Regions from separate parts of the Mus musculus genome. Here all the other regions are linked to region 6. The links are chromatin contacts, called in public HiChIP or PLAC-seq and promoter capture Hi-C maps. All regions are on one chromosome and are shown on one strand. The core of a region is the stretch at or near the end of the contact, and the rest is flanking DNA. Distances in the headings are between cores, read along the strand shown. Region 1 holds the start of Lsm14b (LSM family member 14B). Region 2 holds the start of Mtg2 (mitochondrial ribosome associated GTPase 2). Region 3 overlaps Cdh4 (cadherin 4). Region 4 overlaps Cdh4 (cadherin 4). Region 5 holds the start of Cdh4 (cadherin 4). Region 6 holds the start of Fam217b (family with sequence similarity 217, member B). Region 7 overlaps Cdh4 (cadherin 4).

The links. Promoter capture Hi-C pulls out the DNA fragments that hold promoters and counts their contacts. HiChIP or PLAC-seq counts read pairs in DNA pulled down with a chosen protein or histone mark.
Region 1: a contact with region 6 is called in an H3K4me3 HiChIP or PLAC-seq map of forebrain, with 5 times the contacts expected there. The contact joins the promoter of Lsm14b here to the promoter of Fam217b in region 6. A contact is called at or near these places in 4 of 39 promoter capture datasets (cranial neural crest, hippocampal neurons, maxillary cranial neural crest and 1 more), 3 of 115 datasets of contacts at active chromatin or transcription factors (astrocytes, embryonic forebrain and forebrain) and 1 of 9 other capture datasets (liver).
Region 2: a contact with region 6 is called in an H3K27ac HiChIP or PLAC-seq map of embryonic stem cells, with 4 times the contacts expected there. The contact joins the promoter of Mtg2 here to the promoter of Fam217b in region 6. A contact is called at or near these places in 4 of 39 promoter capture datasets (the 3T3-L1 cell line, 3T3-L1-derived adipocytes, hippocampal neurons and 1 more) and 2 of 115 datasets of contacts at active chromatin or transcription factors (embryonic midbrain and embryonic stem cells).
Region 3: a contact with region 6 is called in an H3K27ac HiChIP or PLAC-seq map of embryonic stem cells, with 3 times the contacts expected there. The contact joins the enhancer-like site here to the promoter of Fam217b in region 6. A contact is called at or near these places in 6 of 39 promoter capture datasets (the 3T3-L1 cell line, the C10 cell line, embryonic stem cells and 3 more) and 3 of 115 datasets of contacts at active chromatin or transcription factors (embryonic forebrain, embryonic hindbrain and embryonic stem cells).
Region 4: a promoter capture Hi-C map of the 3T3-L1 cell line shows a contact between it and region 6, with 11 times the contacts expected there. The contact joins the enhancer-like site here to the promoter of Fam217b in region 6. A contact is called at or near these places in 10 of 39 promoter capture datasets (the 3T3-L1 cell line, 3T3-L1-derived adipocytes, the C10 cell line and 7 more) and 3 of 115 datasets of contacts at active chromatin or transcription factors (embryonic forebrain, embryonic hindbrain and forebrain).
Region 5: an H3K4me3 HiChIP or PLAC-seq map of forebrain shows a contact between it and region 6, with 6 times the contacts expected there. The contact joins the promoter of Cdh4 here to the promoter of Fam217b in region 6. A contact is called at or near these places in 5 of 39 promoter capture datasets (the 3T3-L1 cell line, the C10 cell line, embryonic stem cells and 2 more), 2 of 484 Hi-C or Micro-C datasets (cortical neurons and embryonic stem cells), 3 of 115 datasets of contacts at active chromatin or transcription factors (embryonic forebrain, embryonic hindbrain and forebrain) and 1 of 9 other capture datasets (pancreatic islet).
Region 7: a contact with region 6 is called in an H3K27ac HiChIP or PLAC-seq map of SST interneurons, with 6 times the contacts expected there. The contact joins the enhancer-like site here to the promoter of Fam217b in region 6. A contact is called at or near these places in 7 of 39 promoter capture datasets (the C10 cell line, embryonic stem cells, hippocampal neurons and 3 more) and 1 of 115 datasets of contacts at active chromatin or transcription factors (SST interneurons).

Annotation. Positions count from the first base shown.
Region 1 is chr2:180,023,635-180,026,334 of GRCm38.p6, reverse strand. It overlaps Lsm14b (LSM family member 14B), which reads right to left and starts at 1,348. Exons shown (of 10, transcript NM_001372364.1): 1 at 1,023-1,348. The coding sequence starts at 1,149.
Region 2 is chr2:180,069,283-180,071,982 of GRCm38.p6, reverse strand. It overlaps Mtg2 (mitochondrial ribosome associated GTPase 2), which reads right to left and starts at 1,390. Exons shown (of 10, transcript NM_181424.3): 1 at 1,368-1,390; 2 at 97-189. Ss18l1 (SS18, nBAF chromatin remodeling complex subunit like 1) reads right to left here. Exons shown (of 11, transcript NM_178750.5): 11 at 1,782-2,700.
Region 3 is chr2:179,492,841-179,495,540 of GRCm38.p6, reverse strand. The region is part of intron 2 of Cdh4 (cadherin 4); the gene reads right to left. Among named protein-coding and RNA genes, the nearest start is that of Gm52541, 28 kb to the left of the region's middle. Within about 2 kb of position 1,275, at least 8 of the 459 cell types and tissues checked have an H3K27ac peak or open chromatin away from gene starts, as enhancers often do. A contact at or near this core is called in embryonic stem cells, where this site is marked.
Region 4 is chr2:179,848,424-179,851,199 of GRCm38.p6, reverse strand. The region is part of intron 6 of Cdh4 (cadherin 4); the gene reads right to left. Among named protein-coding and RNA genes, the nearest start is that of Gm36066, 46 kb to the right of the region's middle. Within about 2 kb of position 1,284, at least 5 of the 459 cell types and tissues checked have an H3K27ac peak or open chromatin away from gene starts, as enhancers often do.
Region 5 is chr2:179,441,135-179,443,834 of GRCm38.p6, reverse strand. Cdh4 (cadherin 4) reads right to left here and starts at 1,404. Exons shown (of 16, transcript NM_009867.3): 1 at 1,157-1,404. The coding sequence starts at 1,213.
Region 6 is chr2:178,413,073-178,415,822 of GRCm38.p6, reverse strand. Fam217b (family with sequence similarity 217, member B) reads right to left here and starts at 1,289. Exons shown (of 4, transcript NM_001081289.1): 1 at 1,115-1,289. It overlaps Ppp1r3d (protein phosphatase 1, regulatory subunit 3D), which reads left to right and starts at 1,360. Exons shown (of 1, transcript NM_001085501.2): 1 at 1,360-2,750. The coding sequence starts at 1,616. The coding sequence ends at 2,455.
Region 7 is chr2:179,469,485-179,472,184 of GRCm38.p6, reverse strand. All of the region lies in intron 2 of Cdh4 (cadherin 4), which reads right to left. Among named protein-coding and RNA genes, the nearest start is that of Cdh4, 28 kb to the right of the region's middle. Within about 2 kb of position 1,429, at least 3 of the 459 cell types and tissues checked have an H3K27ac peak or open chromatin away from gene starts, as enhancers often do. A contact at or near this core is called in SST interneurons, where this site is marked.

The DNA of each region.
Region 1 (2,700 bases), core at 99-2,598, 1.6 Mb before region 6:
CCCTCATCACAAGCTGCAGCTGAGGAGATTTTCTGAGGCAAGCACGAAATCTCCCTAGCCCTGGTACAAAGAACAGGCCATGGTTGCTGCAGAAACAAAGGGAACAAATCTCCAAACTCAGACCCCCAACATTAGTTTCTATGTTCATAAGGAAATCCTGGACCCAACGGACCCTCGACAGGATGGATCTAGGAAGGCTAGCACACCTCTCTTTGGCAAGACTCCTGGGCTGAGCTGAATCTGGTGGCAGGCTTTAAGTAGCAAACTCCTATTGTGGACAGGGGCCTACTCTGGGTCTGGTTCTCCAACAGGGGATCTCACGTCAAGTGCAGCATGAAGAGTTCAAGAGAACAAAAAGCCGGAACCCTGAGCCCTTCACTGCAGCACCAGTCTGGGTCTGTGCGCCTCGCTTCAAATAGGAGGTATGGCTAGGGTTTAGGAGAATGGCCCAGGACTGCAGCATGCTGGCTTCAGATTGGCCTCGAACCTCCCATCTGCACCCTCGAGGGTCTAACACGTTAACCCCGGGCGGGCTGCGGCGCTCACGCTTCTGGAGAGCCGAAGGAAACAAGCGCCCCATTTAACGCGGAGAAAGAAGACAAAGAAGCTCTGGGCCCTCACGCTGCCGCGACTAGCGCACCGACTCTGGACTTCTCTCATCAAACCAACCCCTCAAGTGGACAGGGTCGGGAGAGTTCAGAGCAGGACAGCCGCAGTTCAACCGACGCCCTAGCTCGGCGAGAGGCTGCACCGCGACTCGACGGGCGGTGGCTACCAAGGGGTTCCAAGGAGAGCGCGCCGGACCCGGGCCCCCCGCCTCGGCGCGCGTCTCGCCCCGCGAGGGCGTCTCGCAGGTGGGGAGGTCCACGGCTTCAAAGCCGCCCCACCCCCCGACACCGGCAGGATCCTGGTCCGCTCCTCCCACAGCCCCCGCCGAAGCGGGGAACACCATTGTGCGGGCAGGCGCGGGGCGGCGAGCTGTTGGGGCGTCAGTTGGGCGCGCGGCGGCGGCGGGCCGCTACCTTTGGCGAGCGCCACGGTGGAGTTGTCGGTGTCGATGGTGTAGAGGATGCCCTCATAGCGGATCTGCGCCTTGGAGATGAGGCTGATCTTGCTGCCCAGATACGGGGTGCCGGACGAGCCGCTCATGGCGGCGGCCGGGGCGCGCAGGGCGCGGGGGACCAGCGCCGGGCCCCGCCCGCTCCGCTGCCGCGCGGTGGCCTGGCCTCCCACTCCTGCGCAGCTCCGCGCCGCCGCCTCCGAGGCGCCTCCTGCCGCGCCTAGGGGCCTGCGGGCCACGAGCGAACCGGAGAGGGAGCAGAGCGAGGCGCTTAGCCCGAGTCTGAAGGGAGCGGGGGAGGAGCGCCGCCGCAGCCACATCCGGGGCCTCCCGCCACCGCGCGCCGCCCCCGTACGCTCGCAGCCTATTGGCTCCTCGCTGCCGGCTCCCTTTAAATATGGCCGCGCCGCAGGCGGTGGGCGGGGCCGCGCCTGCGCATTTGGAAGCTGCCGGCCGGGGACCTGCCTCTCCGGGTCTTCCCAGCCGGTTCCCGGCGGGCCTCGCTCACCGCTTCGGGGCCTGAGACTGAGCGGGCGGGGCGAAGCGCGCGTGCGCGGGGCAGGCGGGAGGCCACTGTTTGCAAACTCGGGGGCGGGGCGGGGGCTGGACCTGGAAGAGCGCCAGGCTCCTCCCTCCGCGCGTGCCGCTGGCACCCTTCTGGCCCAGGTGTTAATAGGGCGGAGTTGTCAGTCTTCCTTTCTTGTTTGTTGGAGCTGGACCCCGACAGCGCCGGGCCAGGTGCGTCTTCAGTCCCGCTTGCTCCCCGGGGCTAAGGAACCGGCAGGCGGGTGCTGCTCAGTTCTGCAGCGCTCACGGCGGGGGCGACCCTGAAATAGAAAGTGCAGGGGGAGCTCGGGGCAGCCCTGCGCTCCCAAGCCTGATATCCCTAAAATAAGCCCTGACTGTTTTGGGTGACTCCCGCCCGCGTGCGCGCGTCCTCAGACTGCGGCCCAAAGCCCAGCCCGCAGTATAAAATTGGGAGATTTCCCCCTAAATCGCTTCCCATTCTTGCGTTGCTGACTCCGCATCATGCATAGCGGGTAACTTTGTATGTATGAGCGCATGCTAATTTACAGTTAGTCTCCACCATCAGATTAGAGCCCAATATTAGTTACTATGAGAAATTTGGTGGCGATTGGCATTTTATAAACGTGAAATAGAATGAAAGAGGAGATAAGGGAACATCCCATATAGTGAAAACAAGTACTGTTTTGTGAAACAATTTCTCTTAAATGTGAGCCATAAAACGTACTTCTTACTGTAGTGACATCAACTTACCACCACTGCCGGAGGATGCTGGGAATAGTTGTGAACAATTTTAAATTTTAATATTTTCTTATTCGGTGCATGTGCATGTGTGTCCGTGTGTGCATATGTCACAACATGTGTAGAGGCCAGAGGACAGTTAGGAGTTCTCTGCTTCCTGGAAGCATATGGGTCCCGGAAATGGGTATTCAGGGGGTCACACTTAGCAGCAAATGCATTTACCCGCTGAGCCATCTTGCTGAGCCTGTTTTTTGTTTTGTTTTTTTGTTTTTTGTTTTCTTTTAGTTTTAGTTTTAGTTGTGACAGGGGTCTGTCTTACTCTTAGCTCAGGTTGGCGGGGAACTGACTGTGCAGCCCAAACTGGTCTCTAACCT
Region 2 (2,700 bases), core at 141-2,640, 1.7 Mb before region 6:
GTGTAGCTCAGTTGGTAGAATGCCTACCGACCTAGCATGCACAAAGCCCTGGGGTTGACCCCTGGAATCACATAATCCAGGCATGCCACCACTTACTCAGGAGGTGGAGGTAGGAAGGTCAGAAGTTCAAGGTCATCTTCTACTACTTAGCAAGTTCAAGGCCAGCCAGGGAGCCAGACACATGCAAACCTGTCTTAAAAAAAGAGAAAGGGGGAAAAAAAAAAGCATTCTTGAGGAATGTTTTCATTTCTTCAGTGTTATTCTTTTATAGGCTAAGCACAATTGGTTAACAGTATTCACAGTTAACTAACTTAATTCTAAGCATTCCATTTTCACTTTGCTACCGGATATTAAATCCCACGCGGGCATTACTGTTTCTGCTACATACTTTTACACTTCATTACATATGTTTGTGATCTACTTCGTTCTTCATGTGGAAAACATTTAGAAACTGGAGTATCATTTTGTCACCTGACAACTCACATTACATGGTTTTTACTTAATTATATGCCATTCACGGGGGTGGGGGTAAGTGTTCCTGCTGTGTGCGGTGGCAGATGCACTCCGGAAGCCAGACAGGCATCTGGGTGCCAGGCCAGCAAGGGAGAGCCTGTCTCAAAAACAAAATAAAGCACGCGTTCAACAACGCTGCTGTCTGGGTGCCTGCCCTATGGGGCCTTGTGGGACAGACTGACTGGAGGGACAGCTGCCACCTCCCACCCAATCCCCGACCCAGCACTCAAGGTCCCAGACTGGTTCACATGCAGGCAGGGAAACCTCCCGACAGCTCCGAAACTGTTCCATGCTGGTCCTTTAGATTTCTGAGTAGGAACAAGGCCATTTGCTCGCACCCCAGGCGCATCTCTACCGATCCTTAGTGTGCAGAATGCTTCTTTACCTCATCTTTAAAAGAATGCCTCTACAAAGCCGCGGAGGCGGGGACTCAGGAAGACTCAACTGCCCATAGTTAGGCGACACACTGCGGCGCCTGCATCTTAACAGGTGAGCCTCTACCCTAGTAGCGCATCCATAAAGGCTTTCCAAAAGAGCTGGGCAAGGGGACGTTTCTGCCATTGTTTTCTGTTCATGGTCTCACTATGTGGCCTAGGCGGGCCTCGAACTCCTAGAAATCCACCTGTCTCATCTGGGAAGCTGCGCTTACAAGCGTGCGCCATCACGCTCAAGCTAAGGCGAGAGCGAGTCTTTCAGAAACCAACTTTACGGCGATCAGGCCGGACGGGCTCTCCTCATTAGAGCCACCGCACACAGAGAGAGATCCCGCCCAGTCATCCCGCCCGCCGCCTGCCGCCGGAGAACGCACACCCGTGCAATGCCGCCCGCACCCACCCGCTCCCGACAGCTCCCACCTCCGCTCGCTCGACTGGTTCCGGGTCGGGCTCTGGCCGCGCACGCGCAGTGCAGCAGCAAACCGGAAGGCGAGGCACCGCCCCCCGAATCCCGTGGTCTCTGTGGCTCCAAAGCCAAAGTCTGGGCACCAAGGAAGCTGAGCAGAAGGATCGCCGTGAATTCCTGCCCAGCCTGAGACACACAGTGATCCTGTCTCACAAAACCAGGAAAAAGCCAGGTGCCGGGTCGCACGCTTTTAATTCCAGTCTCGGGAAAAAGAGGCCGGGAATGTCTGAGAGTCACATAGGTTTGTACAGTGCGCCTCCGTCTAACCAACCAACCAAACAAGGGTGAAAATGATAGGGTGTTTAAAAACTGTACTTCGTTCACAAATAACAAGACAGACGTAACATGCTCAATAAACAGAAATGAGGTAATGGCTAAAAAAGTGTTTTAATGGAAATGGAAAGTCTTCCTCTTTTTACAAGTTTGAACGGACACTCAGTCACTGAAGCCCACGTCTGAGAACAGGTACAACAGGAAAGGAAAACACCTCCTTTCTGGGCCAGGCCTGTGTCTGCCCAGTGCCTCTGCGGACATCTCCCATCTCCCACTGTGCTATATGCTAAGTCTGCAGAGATGTCCATCCACCCATAGCCCCTGACAAGCGCAGCGCGTAGTGGTCAGCACATCTGAAAACCCCAGTCCTCAGTGGTCAAGTTCACCAAGTATTGAACGGATGCTGGGAAACAGGAGGAAGAATGAGCAGCGATTTCCAAATCTCCCTTTGCATCTTTTCTGGCCTTCAGTAGGAGGAACCATTGAAAACAAAACACAGTCAACCACACCTGCACGAAGGGTTCATTTCAGCCTAGGACTTTTCAAACATTCATGTTACAGAAGAAAAGCTATAATACAGGCAATGAAAAAGACTGGCATCACTTTCCCCCACAAAATTACATAAAAATCAATAAAACATTAAATAAACAATATTAATCATTAAATATATTAACACCAAAATCAGGTATAAATTAGGAAATAAATGTACAAACTATTTCACAAAGTGCTTTTAAAAATATATACACAACATTCAAGAAATTCTTAATGTAAGACATTTCAAATTGAACTTTTGGGGTGATACATATTTTAAGTGTTCTTTTCTTTCAAAAAGTATTAACACACACTAACACAGCACTTTACATATACACACACACATACACACTAATACAGCACTTTAACATACACACATATATATACACACATACACACACATACATACACACACACACACACACACACACGTACACACTTGCACATGTATGCATACATAAAAGGCATATTCCCAGATTGGCA
Region 3 (2,700 bases), core at 26-2,525, 1.1 Mb before region 6:
AGTCTCCCAGAAGCCTCATGTGGCAGCCAGGCCATGTGGGTCTCCTCAGGCTTTGCCCCTCAGGAGAGCCCCTATGATCTCTCTCTTTATTGCATATGCAAACACACAATTTGCATTTTTTTTTAATTAAGGAGACATTTAACAGATTAACATTCTGAGGGCCACATTTAGAGGACATTAGAAAAGAAGAGATGATCAAGGCTTTCTCTGTTGTTAAAAGGTGACCTCGCCTTCGGAATGAGCAGAACTTTGCCTCCGCCCCCTTCATACTCCAGGTAGAGGAGGCAACTCCCCCGATCAATAAGAGGACTACATTCATTTCCCAGGAAATTAACTGGTCTAATTTGCAGAGTTAAATAAATGCTAGAGAACTCTGACCTCCATCAACCACTAATGAGCCCACGGAGCCGCTGTCCTCCTCTACCTGCCCCCTCCCACTCTCTGGAAGTCTACCTTATGGCTAGGCAAGGTAGGACTAGGTGGGTTACAGCTGCCCCACAGAGAGTTCAAATGTCAGGAGATCTGGGGAAAGGAGGCTCTTGGCTGAATGGACTAGAGTCAGCCAGAGCATAGTGGCTGGGTTTGTCATGTGACACCTCTCAGATCAGGGCAGTGAGACACATTATCTTACTGCCACTTATAGAGCCAGCACCCCTCCCCACCTCCCTGTGTTCTGGATCCAAGTCCTAATCATGCCTGTCTTCTCTCTCCTTTCTCCATTTCCCTTTGTTTCCTAAGGCAGTCCCTCGGCATAAGCAGCTCCCTTCAAGTGGGACGCTTTCCTCCCTCTCCATCTGGTGGGAGGCTCCCATTCTCTCACTTGAACTGCAGCTCAACCCAGGCTTTCTGAGCCTTATGGAGCCTCCACACCTTGAGGATGTGAGGTTTGGTCTCTTTGTCTGAAATTGTCTTATTTATTGTAGAGTCACTGTTTGCTACTGCTAGATGTTGGCCGCACCCTGACCTGCTTATGACAAGTAGACTCTGCAAAGTGCACCCCAGTTAGGTTTGGGACATGGAGGACAGAAGTGTCTGGAAGAGAGCCTCTGGTTCAGGTGACACTCCAGTCATTAGCTATTCTGGTCCCTAGCCTGCCTAACCAGATCTGGGCATTCCATGGAGGCTGCCTGCTCAGTGCCTCCCCCTCCAGCCTGACCCTCTGGCTCCCCCCCCCCCCCAGGATGAAAATTGCTGAGTCACTCCTGGCACTCAACTCAACTGTGACTTGGGAGAGATCCTCAGGATGCCAGCAGAAGGGGCAGGTGTGTGCTGGGAACAAAACAGAACAGCAGGAGGAAGACACACCCCCAGGGATCATCAGAAACTGAACCCCACTCCATGTGGTACCAAGGAGCACATCCTGCTGGGGGAAGCCCAGGGCTGGTGCAGGGGCATTTTTATTAAAATTTATAGCAGAAATCACACTTATTAGGAGGTCCAGGGGATTGACAGCTTTCACAATGTATACACAGTGCTCAACCATAGTGGCTTTGGAATGATAGCACTCACCAGAAAGTGACACCCCCTTCCCCCCACATGCACGAGCACTCGCGTGTGCACTTTCAAGTGTGTCAGCATTCTTCTGACCCTCAAATACCTCTGCACTCTTGTGCTGCACAAACTGTGACCAAGACCTTCACTGGCATTGCTGGAAGTTGGGGGAAGGAGGCTTTCAGCTCAGCCCCTCATCATGCCTGTGCAGACTAGGATGGCTAGCCTGATCCTTGCCAAAAGAATGGATGGAGCAGGCTGGGAAGGAGCAGCCCAGCTTTGCAACTGAGGAGCCAGCAGCAGGTCACTCTCAGCATTACTGGTCTAGACTCAAGCTGCCACACACACTTCCTTTGACCTCTTGGAGCTTATAAATTTCCAGCTTGTACTGTGCAAGGGGCAGATATCCTGCCAGAATCTACTGATCCCAAGCCCTTCTGGGTAGAAAGCAAGCTTGTGCCCCCTCTGCTCTTTCCTAGTGCACAAACACACAACTGGTATCCAGCTACCTGGACTCCTGCTCTAAATAAAACGGTCAGTGGGCAAGTCTCCTTAAGAGACATGAGATAAAGAATTAAGCGTGTATGTATTGGTTAAGTTTTTAAGTCATTCAAAGCAGAAATCAAAAAAGAGCCTCGAGGATGCATCCCATGATGCTCAGTGCTGGTCAGTCAAGCTCTCTGTGGATTCCTTACCTCAAAATGAGATATCTGAGAGCTTGGCTCCAGTTAGAAAGGCTCATGTGAACCATGTGGAAGTACGCTGTAAAGATGTTGCCTAGCTGGTCTTGGGCACTCAACTCTCCCTAGCACAAGCTCTGCTTCCTGGCAGCACAGGGTGGAGGTGTGTCTGTAGCTAAGACAGAGAGGATAACCCATTCCTCCTGCAGAGCAGACTCTCTGGGCTCACCTCAGCTTACCAGGAACAAGCAAAAGAGGTAAGCAAAAAGGGCCTTTGTCCCCAGGGATTCTTGGTGGCATTCAAAGGCATTCTGGGTTGTCTCACAAGTGTGTGGGGGATGGACTGCCCATGGTCTCTAGTGGGGAGAGATCATGTCACTGTTCGACATACGAAACTGCCATGGGGAGTCCCCCAGCCTCAGTGCACTGTGGCCAGGGAAGCTGACCCAGGGCAAAGTCAGCTGCGTGACAGCTGACTGGACTGTGTCTACCTGCTCATAATCCACCCAGTACATGGCAGGGGCTTCTG
Region 4 (2,776 bases), core at 35-2,534, 1.4 Mb before region 6:
ACATGCATAGGCTCATATACAAACATAAATACACAGAAATATACACACACAGACACAAACACCTAGACACTAACAGACAGACATATGCACGCAGACACATACAACAGACACATAGGTACACATACAAAAGAAAGACACATACACATAGGTGAGTACAGGTGATACTGGCCAGCCCTTAACATGGCTGTGGTTGAACCGATGACCCTACCTCCTGGTCTGGAGGATTCTACTGTGGGAGCCAGGTGAAGGGTGGTGGTGGCTATATTTTTTTCTACTCTACATGAGAGTATGTATTTTCTCAAGGAGCCCATAATTTAGGCAAAAAGACGTTTCTAGTGAATTCCTACAATTGAGAGAAGACTGAGGCTCTGGAGGAAACTGAGGGGACCCCAGGCTGCTTGTGGGACCCCAGGCAGCTCATGAGTGTCCCTGAGAAAACCCCACCCTTCAATGTTCTCTGCCGGCTTAGTCAATATTTAATCTTTTCCCATTTGTTTTCCATTAGGACGCATATCTGAAACCTCTCATTAGCCCATCTTTCCAGAGAATAATGACTAATTTCCGACAGTAGCTTTCCTTTCTCTTACAAAGACCCTTCCATTATTGTAATTTACTGATGGAGGAGGAGAAATTGCAGACAATTTCCAGGGCCCAGGGACTGTGCTACAGCAAGGGACGCCACGTCCTTGCCTGTGGCTGGGGTCTGGGGAGGAAGGAGGCGCCAGGTTAATGTGACATCATCTGGCTTCATCCCATAGTTGGTCTGAATACGTGACTCCTTCAGGGACCAGAGACAGATTTCATAGTTCCGGGAGCCCTGAAAGTCACTCAGAACTCACGCTCAGACCTTGGATGGCTTGCTGTGAGCAGCCTGAGAGCAGGGCTCAGATCTGTGAGGGCTTCTGTTGTTTGGCTGGCTCTGGGAAGGACCCACTGTTTGCATCTGCAGGCTCAGTGGCTTATGGGAATTTCGGAGATGTGCTGAGGCAACTTGCTGTTTCTGTTGTCTTAATGAGTCAATGCCAGCTATACATGCTGTTTGATATTTATTTATTTATTTATTTATTTATTTAGTTTCTGTTTGCTTTAAAAGAAGGTGTGGGAAGCCTGGTTTGTGAGAGTGAAGGCCAGGAGAATTTCAGGCCCATTAGCTAAGCCCCAGGTCCTGGATGAGAGGCCACCTGCCTCTGTGCTAATGAGAACACACCCCAGCTGAGCTGCGCCTTCCCTCCAGCCCCTCCAAGATGTGCCCTTGGCTGCCCTCATTCGGTTTCTTCGGTTCCTTGTAGCTAATTTGCCTGCCCACTGCCTGCCCCTGCCCCTCGAGGGACTGCCTTGGGATGAGCTGCCCGAGGTTCCACAGAAATAATGTTACATCCCGTTCTCTCCGGTGACACTGGGCTCGCCAGTGTCTTCCCATCCTGAAAGACAATCATTTGAAAATGCAATCGCTTTGTTGAAGCAGCAGCCCCCAGAGACAGGAACAATGACAACCTCTGCCAACGGAGAAGAGTGTGATAAATGTTTGCCCTCCTGCCTTAGTCAGAGGAGAGACTGACCTCTCACAGGGGCCGTGGAGCCTGGGGAGCAGAGGCTCCTTGGAAGACAGCCTGCCCTGGCTCTGCTTGCTTTGGGTTTCTGAGAAAAACCTGCTTCTGTTTTACCCAGTGCTCTGCAGAGCTCAGGATCGCTGCCGGAACTCCAGGGCTGGGGCTGGCAGATAAAGTATAGGAAGCTAGGTAAATAATGAGGGAAAAAAAAAAACACGGGGTAACCTTGTAATGTATCTGAGAGTTGCTCAGGGCATAGCCGTGTGGAGTGGCTTCTTCAAGGTTACCTGGGTGTCCCGTGTTTTTAAATGCCTATATCTGATATCTTCAGCAGAGGATTCTGTGATCTCATCCATCCTACCCTTCCTGGGGTAAGGCTTGTCTAGTGAGGTCCTCCCATGCTCTCATCACAGGGCACAGCTTAGTAGGATCACCTAGGGATTATATTTCCTGAAGAGACCAAGCTAGTGGGCCTATCAGGCATGGGTCTGGCTAGCACTCTGTACCCTCATGTAAGCCTCTAGCAGGGTTGGGAATTGTGGGTACCTGTGTTGTGATCCCCATAAACAGCTGGCCTGGGTCCACAGTGTCTCCTCACTGCTAAATGGTGACTGGTCCATTTGCTTGTCAGGACTGTGGAATGCAGGGATGGTGATATCTGACTTGTAGTGAGGGCCCTGGCACATGGTAAAGCCATATGACCTATGGGTCTGTGGGAAGACAGGCTCTTGGGTCAGTTCTCAGGGGAACAGAGGCTCTGACACAGGGGCTTACCTCCTGGGCTGGGAGAGGGGTTTGCATGTTTGGTGGGCCTTGGTCTCTGGCCTGGTTTCCTAATTCTAGTTGGCACAGTGTCTTCCTTTCCCATGTTCTCTTCCAACACATGTTCCCCTCTCCTACACTTCAGCCCTAGTCTAATGTTACCATAGAGACAAAGACAAGACCAAGGGCCAAAGCAAAATCTCCCACTCTAGGCCTAATACTTGGTGCCTGACCCAGGATACAAACAATTAGAGCAACTCATTATGGATCCTGGGCCTCACCCCAAACGGCCAGTCCTGTGGTGGACAAGCAATGCTAAACAATTTACTACTTCAAGGGGCAGTAGCTCAGTTGGTAACATGATTACTTGGCAAATATGAGGACCTATGTTCGACTTACAGAAGCCATGTAAAAAAGCCAGGCACAATGGCACATGCTTACAAACCCAGAGCTGGAGAAGCGTA
Region 5 (2,700 bases), core at 155-2,654, 1.0 Mb before region 6:
GAAGGCAATGGGCAAGGGGTTCCACCCAAGCTGCCAGGAACCAAGGGAGATAGCATGTGTCCCCACTAATCCACTCCGCTAAGGAGAAGAAGGCGCACCAGGCTCCGGATCCCTGGTGAGCAAGCTCCGGGAGCCGGGGGCGCAGCCAGCACCCTGCAGTCTCAGCTTCGCGGGCCGCCAGAGCGGAACGCGCCTCCCTGCCGGCCGAGTCCTCCAGCTGCGCGCAACAGCTCCGCCCGGGTTCCGCTGGGAGGCCACCCGCAGCCTGCAGCCTGTAGCTCGGGCTCGAGTACCCGGCCCCGGAGGCTAGGAAAGGGAGGGCTGGGTCGGGGATCTTCCCCCGGCCAAGCTCAGAATGACATCTGGTTCTTGGGGATCGCAGCTCTGAAATGCTCTTGCAGCCCGCGGGAGACAAAAGTCGGCCGGGAAAGTTTCTGTCCCCCCGGGGCGTGTTCCCCGCGCAAGGCGATGGTCCGGTGGCCTCGGAGCAGCCGGTCGCCAACCCTGGTTCATCGCAGAGAATACCTCGGCGTGGCAGCGAGCAGGCCACCGGACCGATCGGCCACGAGAGGGGGTTCAGGCCACTCGGTCTCCGCCCAGGGTCGCTGCGGGAGCTGCCGCTGAGCCGTTCCGAAGACCCGCAGCGAGCTGGAGTTAACCGAGGGAGCCGGCTGGAGACCGCGCAGAGACTGTGCGGAAACAGCGAGTGTGTCCAGCTCCAGTCCCCGGGCTCAGTGCCTCGCGCTCCCGCTGCGCCCTCCTCCCGATCCCTCTCTAAGTCGGGAGGACCTGCTAGACCCCGCGGCTACAACCCGCGCCCCTTAGTCGCCTCCGCCTCCCACTGCAGCCGAGCTCCGCGGCACCCACGGGACCCGGGAGAGCGCCCCGCGCAGCCGACCCGACCCGGCGCGCGGCTGGAACTCGGGATGCGCGACTGCCGGGCGGCGGAGGCGAGTACTACACTACGGAGGGCGGCCCCGGAGCGCAGATCGGGCAACGAGATGGCACCTAGGGTCCCGCCCGCTCAGCTCCGCGGCTCCTCGCTCCGATAGCGAGCGGCTTCGCGCAGCGCGGGCGGCGGTTTGAGAAGACCGGGAGACACCAGCTAGCCCCACGGGTTCCCAGATCGCCTGCGATCGGAGAGGCGGCAACTTACCCGGAGCGCGCCCGAGAGCCCGAGCAGCAGCAGCGGCAGCACAGAGCCTGTGGTCATCGTCCCCGCCGCGCCGCCCCGGCGCTCGCCCGGTGCCCGGCTTCCCTCGCCGCGGCGATGCTCCGCCCGCGCCCGCCCTGCTTTTCCCCGCACTTGCCGCCCGGGCTCCGGGAGCCAGGCCAAGTGGGCCGGCGGCGCGCTCCCTCCGGCCGGTGCGTCCGCCGGCCTCGCAGCCGCCCGCGCCTCTGTTCCGCGCGCTCGGAACTGCAGGTGAAGCTGAGCGGCGGCCTCGCCGAGGCCCCGCCCCTCCGGCCGGGCCTGACGCGGGCCTTAAAGGAGCCGCTCCCGCGCCCACTCGCTCAGCCGCTTGGCCTGGTTGCTCGCTGGCAGGGCGGCCTCAGTCCCGTGGGACAACTAGAGGCCTGTATGAGCAGACGAAGCCAGGGAGACTGGGTTTCTAGGAGCAAAGACGGTGTGAACCAAAGAAGACTGTGTAGTCTCTGCCCAGCAAGTTAGATGTCCTTTGTAGATTGTGGGACCCCTGCTTGTGATCACACCGTGATGTTAGGTCAACTTCTTTTCAGAGCCCACAGTGAAGAGTGGACACTTCCTTCATCCCTGTGTCATCTAAGTCTCCGGACACAGGCCTTTGTGATGGCCTCCAGCCCTCTGAACAGCTCAGGGATCGGAAGAGAGGGAGAGGGGAGGGGTCACTCTCCAGCTGGGCTGGCTCGGCTGACCCCTTATAGTGTGGGCCTGGCTCTGGCTATCCTCCAAGGTTTGGGAGGATTCCTACCCATTCCTCTGTGTGTGCCAAAATGTAGTTAGGTCTTCTGTATAGGCAAGGAAGAAATCAGAGGCCGCGGAAGGAAGGAAGGGACTCCAGCGGGCAGAGCTGTCAGGCACGTCAGCTCCCTGGGCAGGCCAGCTCCATTTGCTTCGCATGGGCAATTTCCAACCCTGACTGCAGGCATTTCTTTAAGCATCGTATCGCTCTCGCGGAAAAATAAGGGCAGCTTGGACTGTGAGTGAAGGCTTCCCCATCCCTCCCTTGGCTAAGCAATGTACAGAAAAGTGGAGTGTCTGCTCAGATGTTTTTCAAATGTTCTTTGTCTCTCTTCTGAGAAAATCTGTGTCCAGAATACAATAGTTCTGGTTTGAGAAGAGTGAATTAAGTTGCCCCAAGGTCATAGTTAACTTGGACAGAGAGACCTTTTCTTCCTTGCCCCCCCTCCCCCCACTATGGTGGATGACACCCTAGGTCTCCTGACTAGTACTCGAGCCATGGGAAATCAGGGTAACCCAGGGTGCATAGTGGGCTCTGTCCAGAGGTATGAGACTGGGTTTAGCTTGGACCACCAAGTATCTGAACACCAAGCCTGTGCCAACCTGGCCCTATGCCACAGACTGTCCCAGTATTGGCCTGCTAAGGAATGAGAGAGGCTACTAACTTAGCATGGCTGGCTGGGCAGTCTTCAGACTCTTCTATGTCCTTCCCTGGGGAGACAAAGAAACATTCACTCTTGATAGAGAGGTACCCAGACCAA
Region 6 (2,750 bases), core at 40-2,539:
AGAACACCTGCACTCACATGTGTATTTTTAAAAAAATTTCAAAGATCATCAGTATACTAACACCCATGATGTGTTAGATGCTGTTTCAGTAGGAAGTGCAGGTTCCCAGACCAAAGGTGGTCATAGTTCCCGTTAGGAGGGGCCTGTTGAAAAAAGCATACCTGGAAACCGAACATTTTTCTCCCATAATTCCCCAGCCTCTGTCAAATGGAAAATAGATGGGATCATGGGAAATTTTCTCAACCAACCCTGGGCTTTCCCACCATAATTATGTAAGACTTTTAGGTGTGCATGTACAGATAACAAAAATCATAACAGGCCCTTTTATGGTCAATTACCCCACAACTAACAGGCTTGATTCCACTTAGATGGAGAAAACATTCTTGGCCCACCCTCCTTCCTTACCCTGATCTTTCTGCTGTTAAGTGGGAAACCAACCATGACAGCATGTCTGACCCAGGCGCAGTGCCATCCTGGCTCCTCATCTACCTGACACACTTGACACATAGTCGTGTGTGTGTGTGTGTGTGTATGTGAAGTTCTTCAGAGAAATAAAAACCTGCTGTGCAATCAGGATGCATGAGTGGGTAAGGCAGAGAGGGGGTGGAGCACATGGCTTCAGCTTGCATAGCAGCAAAACTAAAGCTCAAGAGATTCTGGCTACAAAACGCTCCTCAAGAGCCAGAGGGCAGCTGCACAATCCATCATGGGCATTAGCCCCTTTCCCAGTCTTCCTCTCTGGCTGCAAGCCCAGCTAAGGGAAGCAGCATCTTCCCCCGCCCCCCTCCCCCCCCCCCGCACCTCCCCAGGGAACTGGCTTCCTGGCCAATGGGGAGGCACAGCATGGTGGGGAGGTGTGGGCAAGATGCTTCCCGCAGAAGCAACCTTTTCTGGGTCTGGCCACTGATCCAGGTTGCTGGAGAAAGGTGGCCAGAGCTGGCTGGCTGGCCGCTCACCACAGTCCCAGGGCCAGCTCGCGCCAGGCCAACCTTGGCTGGGCTCTGTCCCGCCCCCACCCGCAGCTGGCACCCAGCACGTCCTAGACTGCTGTAGACACCATCGCTGATGGATGGGTGCAGTGCGCAGGCACACGCACCAAGGAAACCCAGCAGACCTGCTCCGCAGCCTGAACACACGTGACGAGGTTCCCGGGGGCGGCGGCTGCGCTGCGGCGGAAGGGTGGGGGCTGGGGTGGTCGCGGGCCGCGCGGTTCCGACAGCGTGGGGCTGCGCGGGGCAGCCGGGCGAACGCGGGGCAGCCGGGCGCGCTGGCTGGACGCACCGGCGGGCGGCGTCACGAGGGGCGGGGCGCGCCGGGGGCGCGCCGGGAAGTTGCGCTTGGAGAAGTTGCGGGCGGCTGAGCGTCTGGGCGGCGGGGTTGCTGGCCTTCCCGTAAGAGCTCAGAGGAAGGAGAGAAGCGGCCGACACCGTGCAGGGCGCTACGCCCCGGGAAGCCGCCTTGGATAGCGCCACCCGCTGCTCGAGGCTGCCCGCCGCTGAGACCAGGGCCAGGCCGCGAACACAGTCTCCGTGTTGGGTGCGGTGCCTCGGGGCTTCCAGAGGCTGTCAAGCCCTAAAGCCTAGTGGCTCGGCGGTGACGCCCGCCCAGCTGGGCCATGTCAAAAGGCTCTGGTTCTGCCCCGCTGCCCTCGACCCCGGGGTCCCGGAAACTCGTGCCCCGGAGCCTCAGCTGCCTCTCGGACATGGATCGACGACCCTGCAGACCCCCGGGCTGCGACCCTCGGCTGCGGCCCATCATCCAACGACGCTCGCGCTCGCTGCCCACCTCCCCCGAGCGCCGTGCCAAGGCTGCGGGAGCCCCGGGCGCCGCGTGCGGAGCTGGCTGCAACCGGCAGGTCCGGGTGCGCTTCGCTGACGCGCTGGGCCTGGAGCTGGCGCAGGTCAAGGTGTTTAACGCAGGCGACGATCCGTCCGTGCCGCTGCACGTGTTGTCGCGCCTAGCCATCAACTCAGACCTGTGCTGCAGCAGCCAGGATCTGGAGTTCACGCTGCAGTGCCTGGTTCCCGACTTCTCGCCGCCCATCGAAACCCCAGGCTTCGGAGAACGCCTGGCACGCCAGCTTGTGTGCCTGGAACGTGTCACCTGCTCTGACCTGGGCATCAGCGGCACAGTGCGCGTGCGCAACGTGGCCTTCGAGAAGCAGGTGACGGTGCGCTACACCTTCTCTGGCTGGCGCAGTGCGCATGAGGCAGTGGCGCGCTGGAGAGGACCTGCAGGTGCTGAAGGTACCGAGGACATCTTCGCCTTCGGCTTTCCAGTGCCTCCCTTCCTGCTGGAGCTCGGCTCCCAGGTACACTTCGCACTGCGCTATGGCGTAGCTGGTGCTGAGTACTGGGACAACAATGATGGTCGCGACTATAGCCTTACTTGTCGCAGTCATGCCTTGCACATGCCACGCGGGGAGTGCGAGGAGAGCTGGATTCACTTCATCTGAGCTGCGGGCTGTGAACCAGGAGCTTCCATCTCTGCAGACCTGCAGACACTTCCCCACCAGTGCAGCTCTCTGAGCGGCCATCTCCCATCCCAGCCTTCCTTCCTAGTGGTCTGGCCTAATTTTTCACTGTGAAGCCCTGCGGCGGTAGCCTGGCCTGTCTTGTAGTGAATTCTCTTGAGAGCCTGGCGGTCAGCCTGTGTAACACGTTGTTGGGGGGGGGGGCAGATGCACGGGATTGTGGTCCTTAATTTCAGTAGGACCCAGGTCAGTGTTTTGCAAGAAAGGCCTTTTGCAT
Region 7 (2,700 bases), core at 180-2,679, 1.1 Mb before region 6:
TCCCAATGACTACCCAGGGTATGTCAGGTAAGCCTAACACCCCATAAGTAACATGAGTTCTTCAGCTTCAGGGAACCACTAATGCCCAGCTACGACCACACCTGCACTCACAGGAGAGAGTGGAGATCACCTTCTGATCACACCTGAGATAGAACACACCTGACATAGATCACACACAAGATAGAGCACACCTGAGATAGCTCACACCTGAGATAGAGCATACCCAAGATAGAGCACACCTGAGATAGCTCACACCTGAAATAGAGCACACCCAAGATAGAGCACACCTGAGATAGAGCATACCTGAGATAGAGCACACCTGAGATAGCGCACACTTGAGATAGAGCACACCCGAGATAGATCACACTGAGATAGAGCACACCCAAGAGTGTCATCCCATCAGGAGAAATAAACAGAACTTGGGGAGGCCCACAACCTACTAGTGCCTTTGAGACTGCCCTTCTTTTAGAAGGTGCCTGGCAGTAATAATAATAATAATAATAATAATAATAATAATAACAATAATAATAATGAGGAGGAGGAGGAGAAGAAGAAGAAAGAGGAGGAGGAGGAGAAAGAGGAGTAGGAGAAAGAGAAGGAGAAGAGGAGGAGGAAGAGGAGGAAGAAAAAAGGAAGGAAGGAAGGAAGGAAGGAAGGAAGGAAGGAAAGAAGGAAAGAAGGAAAGAAGGAAGGAAGGGAGGAAGGAAGGAAGGAAGGAAAGAAAGAAGGAAAGAAGGAAAGAAGGAAAGAAGGAAAGAAGGGAGGAAGGGAGGAAGGAAGGAAGGAAGGAAGGAAGGAAGGAAGGAAGGAGGAAAGTAGTGGCTACGAACCAGGCATCTTGGAAGAGTGACCACTGTGTAATACTAGACCTCACAGAAGATACATGGCTTTGGGCTCAAGAAGCAAAATGGAGAGGGCATGGGGAGCCTGTGGGTGTGTCAGTCCTGCATGTCTGGGGATCAGCAGCCCCATGTCAAGTGGCTGTTCCACAGAGCAAATATTTTGAGAAGTACCAAGAAGAAATTTCCCAGGAGCCAGGTCCCATGGCAGCCATTGTTTTCCTGGGGTTGACCTAGCTGCTCTTCCAACTGCCCTCCTTGTCACCCAACGTTAGGGCAGCGTCAGTCTCAAAGCATCCAAAAAATGAAAGAAAGAAAGAAAGAAAGAAAGAAAGAAAGAAAGAAAGAAAGAAAGAAAGGAAGGAAGGAAGGAAGGAAGGAAGGAAGGGAGAAAAAGAAAGAAAGAAGGAAAGCAGGCTGGGAAAGCAAACAACCCCAGAGGATGTCTTTAAGCTCACAAAGAAGTAACAGATGTGACTCTGAAATCTACCCATAAACAAACAGAAATGAAGCCGTCAGCTATTTGGGGATCTTCCCGCAAGCTGCCGCACATCCTTCCCCATTGTTTTATTTTGGGTTTAGATGCCTTGTGAACCAGACCGATGTGCAGGGCTGTTAAAAAGCTCTTCCACTGCTGTGTGTTTGTTTCCCTAAAGTTGCCGAGCAGACACGTTTGCTCGTAATTTCCCTTCTTGAGCAAGGAGGCCTGAACGACCCCTCTTGGCTCCCAAGCCACAATTAGCATTCCCCCCGGCACCCTCCCAACCTTGCCCCAAGACATTTAGGCAGAACTTAGAGTCACTTGATCTGGAAGAGTCACACGTATAGATGCTGCACACGTGGGCTACATATACCTAGCCACATCTGTGGGGAGCACAGGTCAGCCTGCTGTGTCATCTGCACCTTAGACTTGTGCACTTGGCACCGTTACTGGAGTCAGGCCTGGCTCTGAACAGAGTAACCCATGGTATGACATTTCCTGTCAGTTTGGTAAGGCTACTGGGGAGGGATGAGCTAATTTGGGTTAGTCAGCTCACCAGCAATTGGGAAAGTCCCCCCTCTGTTCACCTGCATCTCCCTGGGGTCAGCTGGCACAGAGTCAAGATAGCATTTACCACCTGGAATCCCTTCCTCACATGTACACAGCTGTGTACACTGCCTGCAAGGTGCAGGTGACCCTAGGCTGAGCCAGAAAGACAATGTAGCACTGGAGAGAGAAACGGTTACACACTTCACCTACAGGGCACCTGCTCCCAGCTGGAGTCTGCTCCCAAGTCGCACCGCCCAACTCCCCTGTGCCCACCTAGGCCCAAAGCTGGTTTCAGCTCTCAATGTGCCCAGAGCCTAAGGAGGGTGTCATTTTTTCAGTGCTCTGACCAAATATGTGACACATTAAAGAGGAATGACTTGTTTGAACTCAGACTTTGAGGGTGCCTTCCATAGTGCAGGGCAATGAGGAGGGGTGGGTCTTGGCCATGGAAGTGGGAAGGTGAGGCTGCTTGCTCACATCTGGGTCAGCCAAGAAGCAGAGAGGACAGGAAACAGGGTGGCCATCACCCCCCAGGGAACACATTTCTTCTAGTTAGGTTTCAACTTGCAACGGCTCCTGGACCTCCTATAATAACGCCACCAGCTGAGCACTAAGTGTCCAAGGGGGCAACTGAGAGTGTTACCTCACTGTCATGGAGTGAGGTGGAGTGATATCACCAGAACCTCATGGGTTCCTCGGGGCACTGGTACTGCTTCCTCTAATAAGGCAGAACGTGACATCTGAGACATTAGGGTTCTGTGCACTTCTTCATTTCCTTATCTGGGATGAACAGAGCAGAGTGGAAGTGAGGGATTGGCTCATTCTTAACTA